Regions from separate parts of the Zea mays genome. Here region 2 is linked to region 1. The links are chromatin contacts, called in public Hi-C maps. All regions are on one chromosome and are shown on one strand. The core of a region is the stretch at or near the end of the contact, and the rest is flanking DNA. Distances in the headings are between cores, read along the strand shown. Region 1 holds the start of LOC778428 (high affinity nitrate transporter). Region 2 holds the start of LOC542049 (transglutaminase).

What was found. Hi-C and Micro-C count contacts between places; a contact is called where the count stands out from the background.
Region 2: a Hi-C map of ear shows a contact between it and region 1, with 2.0 times the contacts expected there. The contact joins the promoter of LOC542049 here to the promoter of LOC778428 in region 1. A contact is called at or near these places in 5 of 25 Hi-C or Micro-C datasets (bundle sheath, ear, endosperm and 2 more).

The regions. Positions count from the first base shown.
Region 1 is chr2:38,818,629-38,825,862 of Zm-B73-REFERENCE-NAM-5.0, reverse strand. It overlaps LOC778428 (high affinity nitrate transporter), which reads right to left and starts at 3,965. Exons shown (of 2, transcript NM_001112454.1): 1 at 3,783-3,965; 2 at 2,394-3,122. The coding sequence starts at 3,918. The coding sequence ends at 2,671. It overlaps LOC100304283 (Eukaryotic translation initiation factor 4B2), which reads left to right. Exons shown (of 3, transcript NM_001165725.2): 2 at 943-1,335; 3 at 1,743-2,109. The coding sequence ends at 1,767.
Region 2 is chr2:38,960,708-38,967,702 of Zm-B73-REFERENCE-NAM-5.0, reverse strand. It overlaps LOC542049 (transglutaminase), which reads right to left and starts at 1,837. Exons shown (of 3, transcript NM_001111688.2): 1 at 876-1,837; 2 at 644-783. The coding sequence starts at 1,420.

The DNA.
Region 1 (7,234 bases), core at 2,716-5,215:
TTTGTTTGAATTTATCTGACTATAAGCAAAATTTCAATATTTTTTGTTTTAATGTGCTGACACACTCAAGTGGATTTGTGCACATAATATCCATCAAAAGAAGATGCTTGTATAATTTTATATTTGATACTGTTGCCATGAGTACACCTCTTTTCAGTTTTTAGTTGGAGCTTTTTTTCCCTACATACACTTAGCTCATGTTTAGATTGCCAGGATCCTAGCACATTTCATGTGAATTGGTGCTGATTTGATGCATCTAAACAAGCATTAAAAGTGTGTATTTATGATTTTTATTAGTTTTTGCTAGCAGACCTTCAGGCTGCTGAAATTTCTTCAATGTATAGGTTCTGTTTTCTACTTTTCTTCCACATTGGTCAGGCAATATGTTTTTGTGTCACACTCAAAAAACACTTCTGAATTTTATAAACAGTGATTTCTGTATAATTCTGATTCCAAACAATGGTGGTATGTCTTCTTGTACTCTTATAATGTACTGATGATATCGGGTTTTATCTTCTATTATGGTTGTAAGGCTTGATGCCTGAAACTGCTGATTATTAAATCACTTTCAAGTTTCAACACACCTAAATTTGGGATATGGGATAGATTACATTATGCTAGGGTAATCGAATTTTCTTTTTTTCTACCCTTTCGCTGTTGGTGGTTAAATGATTCTTAACATGATCTGATACCCACATTTTATTTTGGGAAAATAACATTTTTTGTTCGTCTAATTCAGTTTAAGTGTTTTTAGGGCAATTCGGTTTCAGTATCTTTTTCAATCTTCCGTGAACAGTTAAAAATTGAAGTTATTTAACTAATTTGGTACTCTAGCCTGTCAAAAAAAATACTTGTGTTGATTCCTTCTCTGAAAATTTTTCCATTTAGTTTCTCGGGCTGTATTCCCGTCTGATTTGAATATTCGTTCACCAAACCTTTCAGGCCGGAGTCTGATGAAGAAAGAAATTTGAAAGAAGAAATCAACCTCCTGAAGGTGGATCTTAAAGAAATCGAGGGAAAGATGAGTAATGGTTCTGAGCAGACATCGGTAGATGCAAAAGATTTGTCTGAGAAGATATCTATGTTGGAAAGCCAGCTTGAGCAGCTTTCAAGGGAGTTGGATGACAAGATTCGATTTGGGCAAAGGCCACGTTCTGGTGCAGGCAGGGTTACAACACTTGCACCCACTAGTTTAGGGGAGGAACCACAGGCTACAGTGGTGGACAGACCACGTTCTCGTGGTGGTATGGAACCACCCCCAAGGCAGGAAGAAAGATGGGGATTTCAAGGAAGCCGAGAAAGGGGCTCGTTTGGTGGAAGCAGAAATTCAGACAGGTTTGTGTAATTTGCTTCCTTAACTTGATCATGTGTTTTAGGTTAAATGGCTGTCCTGTCAAGATACTTTGCTCAGGAACTTTTTTTAGAAAGTAGCATGTTTTAGGTTAAGTGGCTGTCCTGTCATCAAAGTTACTTGCCGTTATGTTATTTCTTATCATGTTTAGCTCATGCCAAGCCAGTGATTTTGTTTCAGGATTGATGCACATTGGTAGACTAAGGTTGTAGATTAGTCTTAACCATGAGCATGGTTTTTGCACAATGATCCTTCAGATATTATGGCCTGAGTTCAGTGTGCCTGTGCCGCTCTTTATTGTGTAGCAGGTTTCAACATAGCGTAATATGTCCCTTTTAGAACGCTAACCAGTCTTCTTTCTACTCTCCATCGTTTTTTCTTTTCTTTTCAGGCCAATGGCAAGACAGAGATGGTGAAGTTGGGACAACAAGCATCTCTTAGGGACACTTCTGGATCGCAGTCCCTTTTTTGTTCTGAAAGGATGGGCAAAAATAAGTCGTTTTCTGTTTGTCGTGTTTGTTTGGTCTTAGAAGATTGTTGAGGGTGGAGATAACTCCACATGAAGCTATTGGTTGTCAAGTCTGTATGCCGTAGGATGCTTTACATTTCCCTTTTTGCCGTCTTCCATGTCAAAACAATATCTGGCAACCTCCGATACTAACTGTTATTCATGGGTCACTGAATTCCGGATCAGCTTTTGTCATAGGTCGTTTATTTCAGCATTGAGTAATGGAAACCTTGAATTTGCACTTTTACTACTGCCATGCCTTCATTCTGTCCGTTTTTTTTAACTAGTGTCTGTATGTTGAGGCAACGAGCTGTGACTCCCAGTCGTCTGTATTAGTTTCAGACTGCGGGAATGCTTTATCACGGGTTTATATGTGGGAGATTGGCTGGTGGCTGATAAGTTACCCACATGTAGAGCAAGGGGCGGTTCTCTATTTTTGATTTAGTGGTTCCACAATGGCTACTACATACATGCATGTAATAATATCGGGCCATGAAAGAAGGAAGGCTTAGCTCTAGCAGTCACTGTTCATGAAGCAGAAGGTGCCATGTAAATTAGTATGATACAAGTTCTATATGCTGTAGACGATAGTATTAGTATGATCCAAGAAGAATTTTGGTTGACAGGCACCATGCAGGTCCAGCTTGTGACTGACGCTGGGTTTGGATTCATGCTGGAGCTGGATACATGGTACGACTTGTGCTTAGCTTAATACTTGTGTTACAACTGCACTACACAACATGACGGCTCACCAAGCGCTAGCTCGCACGGTGGCGCCTCCCTGGTATATATCGCGTGTGCCGCTTACGGCCTACTCGTCCTTCCTCCTCTTCTCGACGACGACAAAGAAGGCGAGCGCGGCGATGGAGAACGCGGAGAGCACGGCGGCGGCGACCCGGAGGGACGCGTGGACGCCCGAGACGCCCGCGACGTGGAAGTAGTAGGCGGGCGCGGTCTGGCCGTAGCCCACCGGCGCCCCGGACGCGTCCAGCGCGTAGGCGCGCACGTGGTAGGACGCGGTGGGGACGTCGCGGGCGACCCTGTACCGGAGCGTCCCCTGGCCGCCGGCGTATGCATGCCGGGCGATCCTGAACTGGCACGCCTTGTCCTTGCTCAAGTCGTCGTTGGCCTTGCGCCACCCGCGGTCCTCCTGGCTCGCCGGCGCGTAGCAGAGGGTCACCTCCAGCGCCTTGTACCCGACGCTGGACGCCGACGCGTTGAGGTGCCATGTCACGGTTATCGTGTCCTCGCCGGCGTGCAGGACTGTGAGTTTGGCAGGGATACCACAGCATGACATGTTTGAGTTTGTGTCCATCACATCAATTATACACAACCCTGTTTAATTTATTAGTACAATATATATACAAAGGAAAATAAACCTCTACCACTCATGTGCGCTTCACACAACCGGCAGCACGTTATAATTATTCTGTTAACATCTTATGATTTAGAACGCATTTTAAACTTTTGATACATTATATTATAAGCAACATATATTAATATATAGCATAAAAAGGATTATTCTGTTAACATCAAATCTTATTTATTGGATCCATGATCTACGGCTAAGTGCAATATAATTCCACCTCCATCGATCCTTAGACTATTTCTTTAAGGAACCCCTATATTTGTAAAAAATAAATCTCGTATTTTAAAGAGAGGGGCTGAGATTGCATGACATAGATGACCGATCCGATGAATATAGTTTGATGTTGACATTTAATTCTTTTTTACATTCGATATGTTGCCTGTATATTATAAGACGGAGAAAGTACAGGTAATAATAGAAATAGTATCGTCGAAGGATGGAATCGAAAGGGAAAAAGAAAAAAAAGCAAACGACAAATCGATATCCCAGGCTCCGTCACAGCAACTGAACACATCAGAATCCGTCTCCGAGCGCGCGCGGAAACAAGAACACACCTTGTCCGGCCTTCGGCGACGCCTCGACGATGAGTGTCCTGCCGAGCGCGGAGAGGTGCACTGCCGCCGCCAGGCGCGCGCAGCAAGCGCCGACCACGACCAGCAGCAGCGGCAAAGCCGCCCCAGGACGAGCCATCGTCATGCCAGGCGCGCGCTCTACACAGCCTGTGGTGTGTGACGAGGTGAACTTGCGCGCGCGGTCGCCATATAAATCCGCGCGTGGGTGTGTGCCGCCGTGCGTTCGCGCCCGATGACTCGTGGCAAGCGGCCGGAGACTCCAAAAGGTAAAGGCGGCTCTCGAGTGACGACTGATCGGATGCTGCTGGGCGGGACGACGCGACGCGTGTGAAGGTGCACCAATGCAGCTGCACCTGCACCGGTCACGGTCTCTGCTCGTCAGTGAACAGTATCGTCGCCTTGACCGAATTTTTTTGCAGTTTGACCCTTTCTTAGAAAAAAAATCACGTTTGGACCCTAAAAAATTTTAATGTCATTTTTGGACCCTTTGCTCGGCGCCATAGGCTATGGTGCCGAGGTAACACAGCTCGGCGCCATAGGCTATGGCGCCGAGGTACGTGCTGCGATGGCACAAACAGACACCGTGGCGCTGATGTGGCACCGAGCTCGGCGCCATGATCTATGGCGCCGAGCTCTGTTTTATAATTATGAAGCCCTCTAGCTCAGTTGGTAGAACACAAGGCTCTTAACTATGTGGTCTTGAGTTCAAGCCCCACGATGGGTGTTTTACTTTTTGTCTTTATCACTGATTTGTTTTTTTGTTGTCCAAATTTTTCGTTTATGTCGCTGATTTGTTCGTTCAAATTTATTTCTCATCCAGTTTTTTGGTTGGATAGTTTTGGTATTACAAGGCCGTTAAACCGTGGCGCGTCGTTAAAATAAAATAAAACAATATAATATACTTAATATGATCTACCGTATTACAAGGCCGACCATTGGTACACGATGATTTTATTAGATGTAATAACAGGCATGTTCCGTCTTGATTTATGTATGTTATTTTTCTCTATTTTAACAAATTACAAAACATTTTTAGTTTTCATAAAATATCTACATACAACCATTTAGTGTTTAGCTTAATCGCATGACCTTCATTCGTATATGTATTTGTAATTAAGCATCGTACGTTACGTGTGCATCATATATGTCGTCCTAGCAGCTTACTCTTTGCTTTGCTTGACCATATTAGGTCATATGATGACGTTAACTCTTAGAGTATAGCTTCCTTTAAAGCTGCTTGCCCCATATATATTATTAGTCTACCTTACATGGCAAGCTCCATCGCACGTATATATAGTTGCACCTAAACGCATGAGACATATAATAATCACGTACTATATTATTATAATATTATACCCCAGTAAATATATATATATATATATTATATATAGAGAGAGAGAGTTACATATTATAAAATTAATTATGTCATAAAGAGTCTAATAATACTGGTGATATTTCTTTATCTTATCCAATTAATATACATAAAATCTGAGATATTGACACGGAGAACACGCTAGAAAAAAAACCGAGAACACATTTATAGATGCATGCATGTATGTATTCGTATGCATGCCTATCTAAATAGTAGCCAAGTTGTGCATCTAGATATAGGTCGTATGTAGATATTGTATGAAAACTAAAAATGTTTTGTAATTTGTTAAAATAGAGAAAAATAACATACATGAATCAAGACGGAACATGCCTGTTATTACATCTAATAAAATCATCGTGTACCCATGGTCGGCCTTGTAGTACGGTAGATCATATTAAGTATATTATATTGTTTTATTTTATTTTAACGACGCGCCACGGTTTAACGACCTTGTAATACCAAAGCTATCCAACCAAAAAACTGGATAAGAAACAACAAAAAAAACAAATCAGTGATAAAGACAAAAAGTATTTTAAAAACACCCATCGTGGGGCTTGAACCCAAACCACATGGTTAAGAGCCTTGTGTTCTACCAACTGAGCTAGAGGGCTTTATGGTTATAAAACAGAGCTCGGCGCCATAGATCATGGCGCCGAGCTCGGTGCCACATCAGCGCCACGGCGTCTGTTTGTGCCAGCGCAACACGTACCTCGGCGCCATAGCCTATGGCGCCGAGCTATGTTACCTCGGCGCCATAGCCTATGGCGCCGAGTAAAGGGTCCAAAAATGACATTAAAATTTTTTAGGGTCTAAACGTGATTTTTTTTCCAAGAAAGGGTCAAACTGCAAAAAATTCGGTCGCCTTGACACCCTGCTCTTTGACGCCGAGCCAATCTGGTGGTCCAGAGTAGTCCACGTAACACGCGGGCCGCCATGCTTTTCAACCTGCTGCCGTTGAATTCAGAGGTAGCCCTCCCGCAGTCAGTTCACTGTCGGTCGGTTGGCTCCACACTGAAGACTACCGACTACCGAGTGATCGTGAGATCCAGAAATGAAGATAAATATACAATAGTCTTGGAAGGTTTAGATTTGTTGATACTCTCAACAATGTTGGGAGATAATACCCTACATTTTCTGTGTCATAATGTCTATTGTCTATTCAATATAATAAGATGATATGCCCTTTTAGAGCGTTTCATTCATTCTTTAATAATCCAAAGAAGGGAATACTTACACAAAAGTTACCTAGTCTCTCGCCAGATAAGGATACAGATTATCCTAGCCAAGTCAGTCCCTAGTTATAAGGACTCTTATATCTATATTTACATGTAGATTACCCTTATCATCTGGCTTTACCATATTTACATCGATACCAATCTAATCTATCGACCTTGATAAGACATCGTGTCCTTATCTCCTCTAGACGAGTCAAGCAACTTGTTGACATGTGGTTCAAGCCCTTGGGCACCGTGGTCGAGCCCTTAGACTCACCTGTCAGGGTCTTTGAAAGCTCCCTTGTGGGTTTTGTTGATTTGGATGACAACCCAATTAAAGGACCGATGTGTGTGGTAAGTGTCGAACATGTGCTTAGTGCAAAGCTCATAAGGCCCAACACAAGTGATCAAGTCTAATGGTCCAAAGGTTGAGATACCTATGGATAATGAACATCACAAGCTAAGTGAAGGATGGACATTGCTTATGTGAGAATCGATGTGCATAACTTGGAGACAAGTGGTCAAGGCGAGGATGGAGGCAAGAATAACTTCGAGGTACCGAGTGCAAGGGAGAAGGTCAAGGCCAAGGGTGAAGAAGAAGACTTATAAAGTCAAGGTTGATCGAGTTGAGAAAAGTTATGGTGCATGGAAGATCACTACCTAAGGACGTGACTTGGTACCACTGAGGTAATTCTTATGATTTATGGTTCAAGTCATAAGGCTCAAGATCAAGCTCAAGTGGTAGGACAAGGTCACTAGAAGTAGAAGTGTCAAAGCTAGAACCTAGAAGCCACCCAAAAGAGCTAAGTTCACTCTGACTTTAGTTTGGGTTATTCCTGTGTTTGGAT
Region 2 (6,995 bases), core at 588-3,087, 140 kb before region 1:
TGGCTATGCGCTTTATGCTGTGTCCCAACAATGAACTATAATGGGAACCAATCAATACAATGGCACATTGTACTAAGCTGCTGACACAGAATGTGGAATGATGAATAGACTCAGCTTTTTCCTATATCCACTCATCCAAAAAATGACCATATGGCATCCAACTTGACATTTCGAAAGCAATATGTATGCAATTGTACTGTATTATTACATTAGATACGTCAGTCCTCATGACTCATACGAACTACTTATTTCATCTATTGAATAATGAATTTTTCCCTAAACCCTCAACCTGTTGGGGATCTATGGGCCATGAAACTTCTATGTGGGGACCCATATTCACCTAATCACCTTCACAGCACTCCGCACCTACTAAGACGATAAGACCGACAAATGATAATATCACACTGCAAATACTGTTGAAAATAGGGAAATCAGGATTCAATGGGAAGCCTATGAGCGAGCAGCTTTGAGATTCACACTACTAAGACAAAAACCTACCAGTCTTCACAAACTAAACACAAAAGGAATAGAAATAATACTGCTCCCATCTAAGAGTACAGCCCAGTAAGGTTCAGCTCAAAACCTAACAATTAGGGAATGAGGATAATTTGCAGGCCAACATGGTGAGGATGAGAATATTTACCTTGTGCCCGTCTTTCAGCATTTGCCACATCAACACGTAACTTCTCAGCTTGTTTGGTCATGGTTATCAAGTTCATTTCCATTGTCCGCATCTGCTCAACTTGCTTGACGTTTGTATTTTTCTCAAATTCAAACTGAGATCTTCAAACAGAAAGGGGAAACATGACTTATTATCAACACAAAGCTCAGGCAGTTGCAAAGAAAAAATGTAAAGAAGGAACATTGTCACAAACCGTAAATTATGATGCTCTTTCCGTAGCCTATCTAGCTCAGAAAGCAATTCAGGAAGGCTTTTATTGTCCCCAGAGGCAGAGAGTTTCTGTAATTCTTTAGTCACATCCTCTATCTCAAGGGTTAGCATCTGCCTTTCAGTAATAAGTCTCTTTGCCTCCATATGCATTTGGTGAAGCTCCTTGTTCACTACATTACCACTATGTATATCTACCTCCATTAATCTGATTCTCTCCAACAAATCTCTAATCTGCAAATCAGTCTCTGTCTGAACTTCACCTAGGTGGGTGCGGATCATTTGCATCTCTTTCTCCGTATCAACAATGTCCTGCCTCAAGACCACATGGCTTGATGCTAACCGCTGATTCTCCGTGATAAGCTTTTCCACTTCTGTAGTTTGCATGGCAAGCTTGTTCTCCAGCATCTCCAGTGTGGATGAAGACTGCAAAGGTGAGCGGCTAGAGAGGCTGCCTGCAGCGAAGGAACCATGGCGCATAAGAGCAGGAGCTTGGCCAGTCAGTCCATCTAGATGTCCACGATGAGCCATTATCCTGAAAATACAAAAAATGGTAGGGAATGATGAAAAAGATCAGGGTTCTAAAAAACAGCACTAAGCGCACGCTTCAGCGCGCTGAAGCGCTAACGCTTCGCTTTGGGCATAAGCGCTCCTCAAAGCGGCGAGACCGCCTTGGTGGAGCAGCAGCTGGTGGCTCCCGCTGCCCTCAGGCCGCGGGCGGCGCGGCCGTGTCAGCAGCCCGCCATCTGAACCAGGAGCCACTAGAGAGGCACGCACGCAGGGTCACCGACCGGTGTGCGGAGGACCGGAGGCGAGGGCGCGAGGCGACTGGCGAGAGGCGGGAGGGGAAGCCGCTGCCGCTGCCGCCGTCGCTGAGAGCCCGAGCCTCAGCGCCGGCGCTGCGAGGAAGATGAAGAAACAGCGGCGGCTGTGTGCGTTCGCTGGAACAATGGAAAGGTTAGGGTCTGGTGGAAATTGGGTTTCTCAAGTAATGGACTTTTAGATGGGCCTTTTTTTCTTTTTAATTTTTTATTTCTAACATCTTTTGTTCATCACACGATTCAATAATGTATCCAGGATGCTTTGAGTTCTGTGCTGGTGGCGTATTGCATGTTAAAAACTTTCATTAGTGAGTTCATAATCAAATTATGTAATCAAGAGGCTTATAAAATAATGTTTAAGGGTTATTTATAGCCTAGAATCTCATTTGTAAATAAAAACTTCAGAAAAAAATAATAAAAACCACTACTCCCACCTCCCATGTAAAAGGAGGGGTCTAACCCTAGATTCATTTGCACCCTTCTAATTATTTTTAACTCTCATTTATCATTTGTTCGGTCCAAGACCAACATTGGCGCCACCGTACCTGACGCATTAAATTTTTCTTTGAGAGATAGGATTCGCAAGCGAAAGAGAAAAGCTCATACTTTTAAATTTTTTGTAGCATGTTAGTTTGCACTACTTTCGCTTTCTACTCGTCTGCATCCGCTTCTTACCTGCTCGCACCACCATCGCTTCAACTACCTCATCAGACACTACTTTGGATGATCATAGAAATTGACCAACGAGTTAAACGGTAGAAAGCATTGCTAAAATTGACTATAGTTTAAAGTTGATGCTTTGAAAGATACCTTTCATGGTCAAATGCTATTTTGGATATGTTTGATGGATGATCACACGAACTAGCGTTGCATCATCTATAATTAAGATAACCATCTTCTTAGGGTGAATCTAGCCTATATTATCTAGCTCGTGTGACCCTAACAAACTTCAGCACCGCAATGGAGGATCAATGTTCATCATTGTGTTAACTTTGTTTGATTAATGTAATGACCTCGATGAGCTTCATGGTTGGATTTGCCATTATTCTTGCACTTCAAAATTTGTTTTATTATATCCAAAGATTTTTGTCATTCTTTAAAGACCTTCATTTTAAATATTTATGGAAAATAGTGACTTTGATGCTACAAATTTGTTTTATTTTTTCATCCTCTGTTAATCGGTCTCATAGCTAAGTGGTCTCATCGTTAAAGGTTAACGAAGGCGATCGACATAAGGCAAATGCTTCCATTAATAGTACATTAATAGAGGTGGGTACCTTACCACATCCATCATTTGATCAATTGATATAGCGGCGTAAGTTGATCACCCCTATTAATAGACTATTACCATAGCAGTGCTACTGCAAAGACGGACTCCGTTAATGACTCAACTAACATAGGTGGGCGGGCTTAGGATGCTCTACTCCACTAATCTATGGCTATAAAACCAGGTATCTAACCAACCCTCTCTTCTTCCTCTACAAGCTCACTGTTGGGGGCCTTCGGCTTCCGAAGGTCCTCAAAAACATGATTTAACAGTGTTTCTAGAGTGTAATGTGTGAACAGGTACCTTCGGACTTATATCAAAGAGGGAGAACCTCAAAAGATACGAAGGTTGGCACAGTGCCGAAGCTGTGAAGCAGGAAAGCTTCGGCATGTTCGCAGAAAAGGGAACCGACTTAAAGATGAAAAGGCCATTTAGACCTCGATAGATTGCTATGGAATTATCATCAAATGTAAAGGGCATGTATGTAATTTTGTATGGGTTGTATCCCGTGCCTATAAATAGGTGAACAGTACCCCCGTACTGTTCACGCTGACTTGGCATTCGCTTTTTGCGTCACACTTGTATTTTCATCTCCTTCCAAGCCGAAGGTACACTTATAATACAATATTGTTTCTATTTCTCTATGATAATATAACAAAGTTAAATGAATAATATCATATGAATATTCATGTTATCTTTTATGTTTCATATGCTTCGTCTTTTGTATACTGTGATGATGAAGGTTCGTCCTTCATGACCTTCGTCCGGAGATCATTATATCCCAAGGGAAATAATGCTTCAAAGGACGAAGGACTTTATCGTTTAACATTTTCTGTGTTGCCTTGTTCTTAACTCATAGCATTTGAGAACAAGTCCCCAACATTGGCGCCCACCTCCGGTGAACTCACTTCCATTTCTTGAGCTTTTCGACACCTTCGGCAAGCATCAGCTTCGTCATGCCGCCGAAGAAGGCTTCAGCACCAGGGGCTGGCACGCTGCAGCCGCTGGACCCCAATCAAGACGTCCTTTCTCTTAGAGAAGCACGAAGCCAGAAGAGGAAGGCTACCAGTCCAACACCTCCGGAGGATGATCTAGATCAGGAGATTCAAAATCTGGAAATCCTTCAGCAGCAGGTTCAACGCAGGAGGGAGAAGATGGCCAGGCTAGCTGAACTACAGAGGCAGATAGATGAAGCCTCTGAAGAAGTTCGTCATCTTGCTCAGGATGAGCAACACCGAAGACCTCAGCATCAAGACCTTCATCAGGAGGGCTTTCACAACGAAGATGACTGGTATGACAATTTCCATCATGGGAATTTTGTTTTTGATGATGCTTCTCCCCTGTCCGCTGAGTTGCAGGCTACACCTTGGCCTCCGTCCTACAAGCCGCCTCAGCTCCCCGTATTTGATGGCCATTCTGATCCGAAGCAGTTTTTGATGAGCTACGAAGCAACAGTGTCTTCGTACGGTGGCAATGCTTCAGTCATGGCCAAATCTTTCGTTATGGCTGTCAGAAGTGTTGCTCAAACCTGGTATTCCTCCCTTCGACCAGGAACGATCACTTCATGGCAGAAGCTGAAGGACTTGTTGTTAACCAGCTTTCAAGGATTTCAGACGAAGCCGGTCACTGCTCAGGCTCTGTTCCAGTGCACTCAGGACCACGAAGAATACCTTCAGGCATATGTCCGAAGGTTCTTGCGTTTGAGGGCACAGGCACCAACGGTGCCCAATGAAATTGTCATTGAGGCCATGATCAAGGGGCTTCGGCCAGGTCCGTCAGCTCAGTACTTCGCCAGGAAGCCTCCTCAAACTTTGGAGAAGCTTCTCCAGAAAATGGATGAATACATTCGGGCCGACAATGACTTTCGCCAAAGAAGGGAGGAGGCTTTCAGGTTTTCTGAAATGACCAGGGGCTTCGGAGGGAGGTTTTACCCGAGGCATGTGAGATCAATTCACAATTCTACACAAAATGATGACAGAGGAAGCCAACAGCAAAGGCCACAATGCTCCTCACAGGCCTCTGGACAACAGCAAAGCTCTCTTCGGCCACCAGCTCCAAGAGGCAGAGGCGCCAGGGGCTTCGGAGGAAGATTTGGCGATCAACCGAGAAGAATCTTTTGCTTATTCTGCGGTGAGAACAAAGGCCATACTACCAGGATGTGCCATGTTACTATACAAAAGCAAAAGGAAATAGCTGAAGCAGCAGCACAACAAGCCCAGCCGAAGCAGGTCATGCATACAGCTTCGTATCATTCGCCCTACATCCCAGAATATGTGGGCAACCATCCTGCAGTCTCTGCTGCTTCGGCAAGTCAGCCTTCAGCTTCCTGGCAACAGCCTCCGCCTCCACCTCCGTTGCAACAAGGCCAGCAGCCAGAAGGGAGCCAATATGCTCCACATCAAAGGGACTTCAGAGAACAGTCCGAAGCTCGCACGGTCAACAGCACCGTGCCAGAGTCAAAGCACATCTATTGACAAATATCCTACCTTAATAGCAATCTTTTTCATTCAGTTTTATTCTCTGTAATAAAGGACATTGTTTAGGTTTCATGTAATTAGTTTCGTTGATTTCTACAAGAAAAATATGTTTTCTTCACAGGTTTGTGACAATAAAAAGGACCTTCGGACTATCGAAAATCCTTCGAAGCAACAAAAAGTCGTTCTAAGGAACGCAGAGTAAGTCTGACGAAGTCACAAAAAGTCGTTCCGAAGGGAGCGCAGTGTAAGTTTTCTGCTCCAAAGTCGTTCCAAAAGGAATGCAGAGCATACAGCGAAAAGTCAACGCTGATACCGCCTAAGTAAAAGGCGAAGAAGCTCCAAAGACGTTCCTAAGGGAATGCAGAGCTTATACCGCCTAAGTAAAAGGCGAAGAAGCTCCAAAGACGTTCCTAAGGGAATGCAGAGCTTATACCGCCTAAGTAAAAGGCGAAGAAGCTCCAAAGACGTTCCTAAGGGAATGCAGAGCTTACAGCGAAGAATCAGTGCTGATACAAAAATATTGTGTGGGGATATGTGTGTATCTTTCGGAACAAATGTCATCTACGTAACATAACATCATCACATCATTTTGCATAGCATAAGCATCATACATCATGTTGCATATGGCACAAGAAGGGGACACAATATTGATCTTCGGAAGTATGATTTGAAAGAGTGAAAATCGTGGTCACAAGAAGGGGACACAATATTGATCTTCGGAAGTATGATTTGAAAGAGTGAAAATCGTGGTCACAAGGAGACACAATCTTCATCTTCGAAGTATAGCTTCGGAGAATTTTTTCACGAAGCTTGGATATTCTTCACGAAGCATGAAAAGAAGGGAAGGTGTTTTTTCGTCAAAGACTCAAAAAAGGTACGTATGTAAGGTTTCATGCATCGTAAAGAATTGAACCATAAAGAAAAATAAAACAAATATATTACATACAGGATTACAAGATATTACACATGTTACATTTAAAATGTTTTTACAAATAGCATCTAGTCTTCCTTAAGTACCACTTTTGCAGCTTCGTTCAACAGTCGATCGACAACTTCATCCATAATATCTTTGGCCATCTTTTTAATTTCGTCGTCCCCCTTCGGCTGTGGGCCCGAAGGCGCTTTAGTTGGATCTGAAGAACAGGACACGGCTATGCTGCTATTACAAGCGGAAAATGAGGCTTAAAACTAAAAATTACAACACAATACAAACTATCAGTCAATACCTAGTTGACCTTCGGGCTCTGTGCTCTTTTCAGCAGCCTTAGCCACCTCTCTAGCATCATGGATGCCCTTTTCACTTCTCTGAATAATTTCTCTTGCCATTTCTCGGCCACCGTTATCCCAGATATCAGTAAAAAACTTTCCACCAATTATGCTAGCTTCGGCCGAAGGATCTTTTGTATCTTCAAGGGACAAAGCAGCTTCGGACTGTGCTAAAATTTTTACATGCTCACAGCCCTTCTTCTCTAAAATGGTGGCAATCCCTCTGGCGCCAGAGAAGGCACATATATCTCCTCGGCTATTTAAAATTTCTTCGA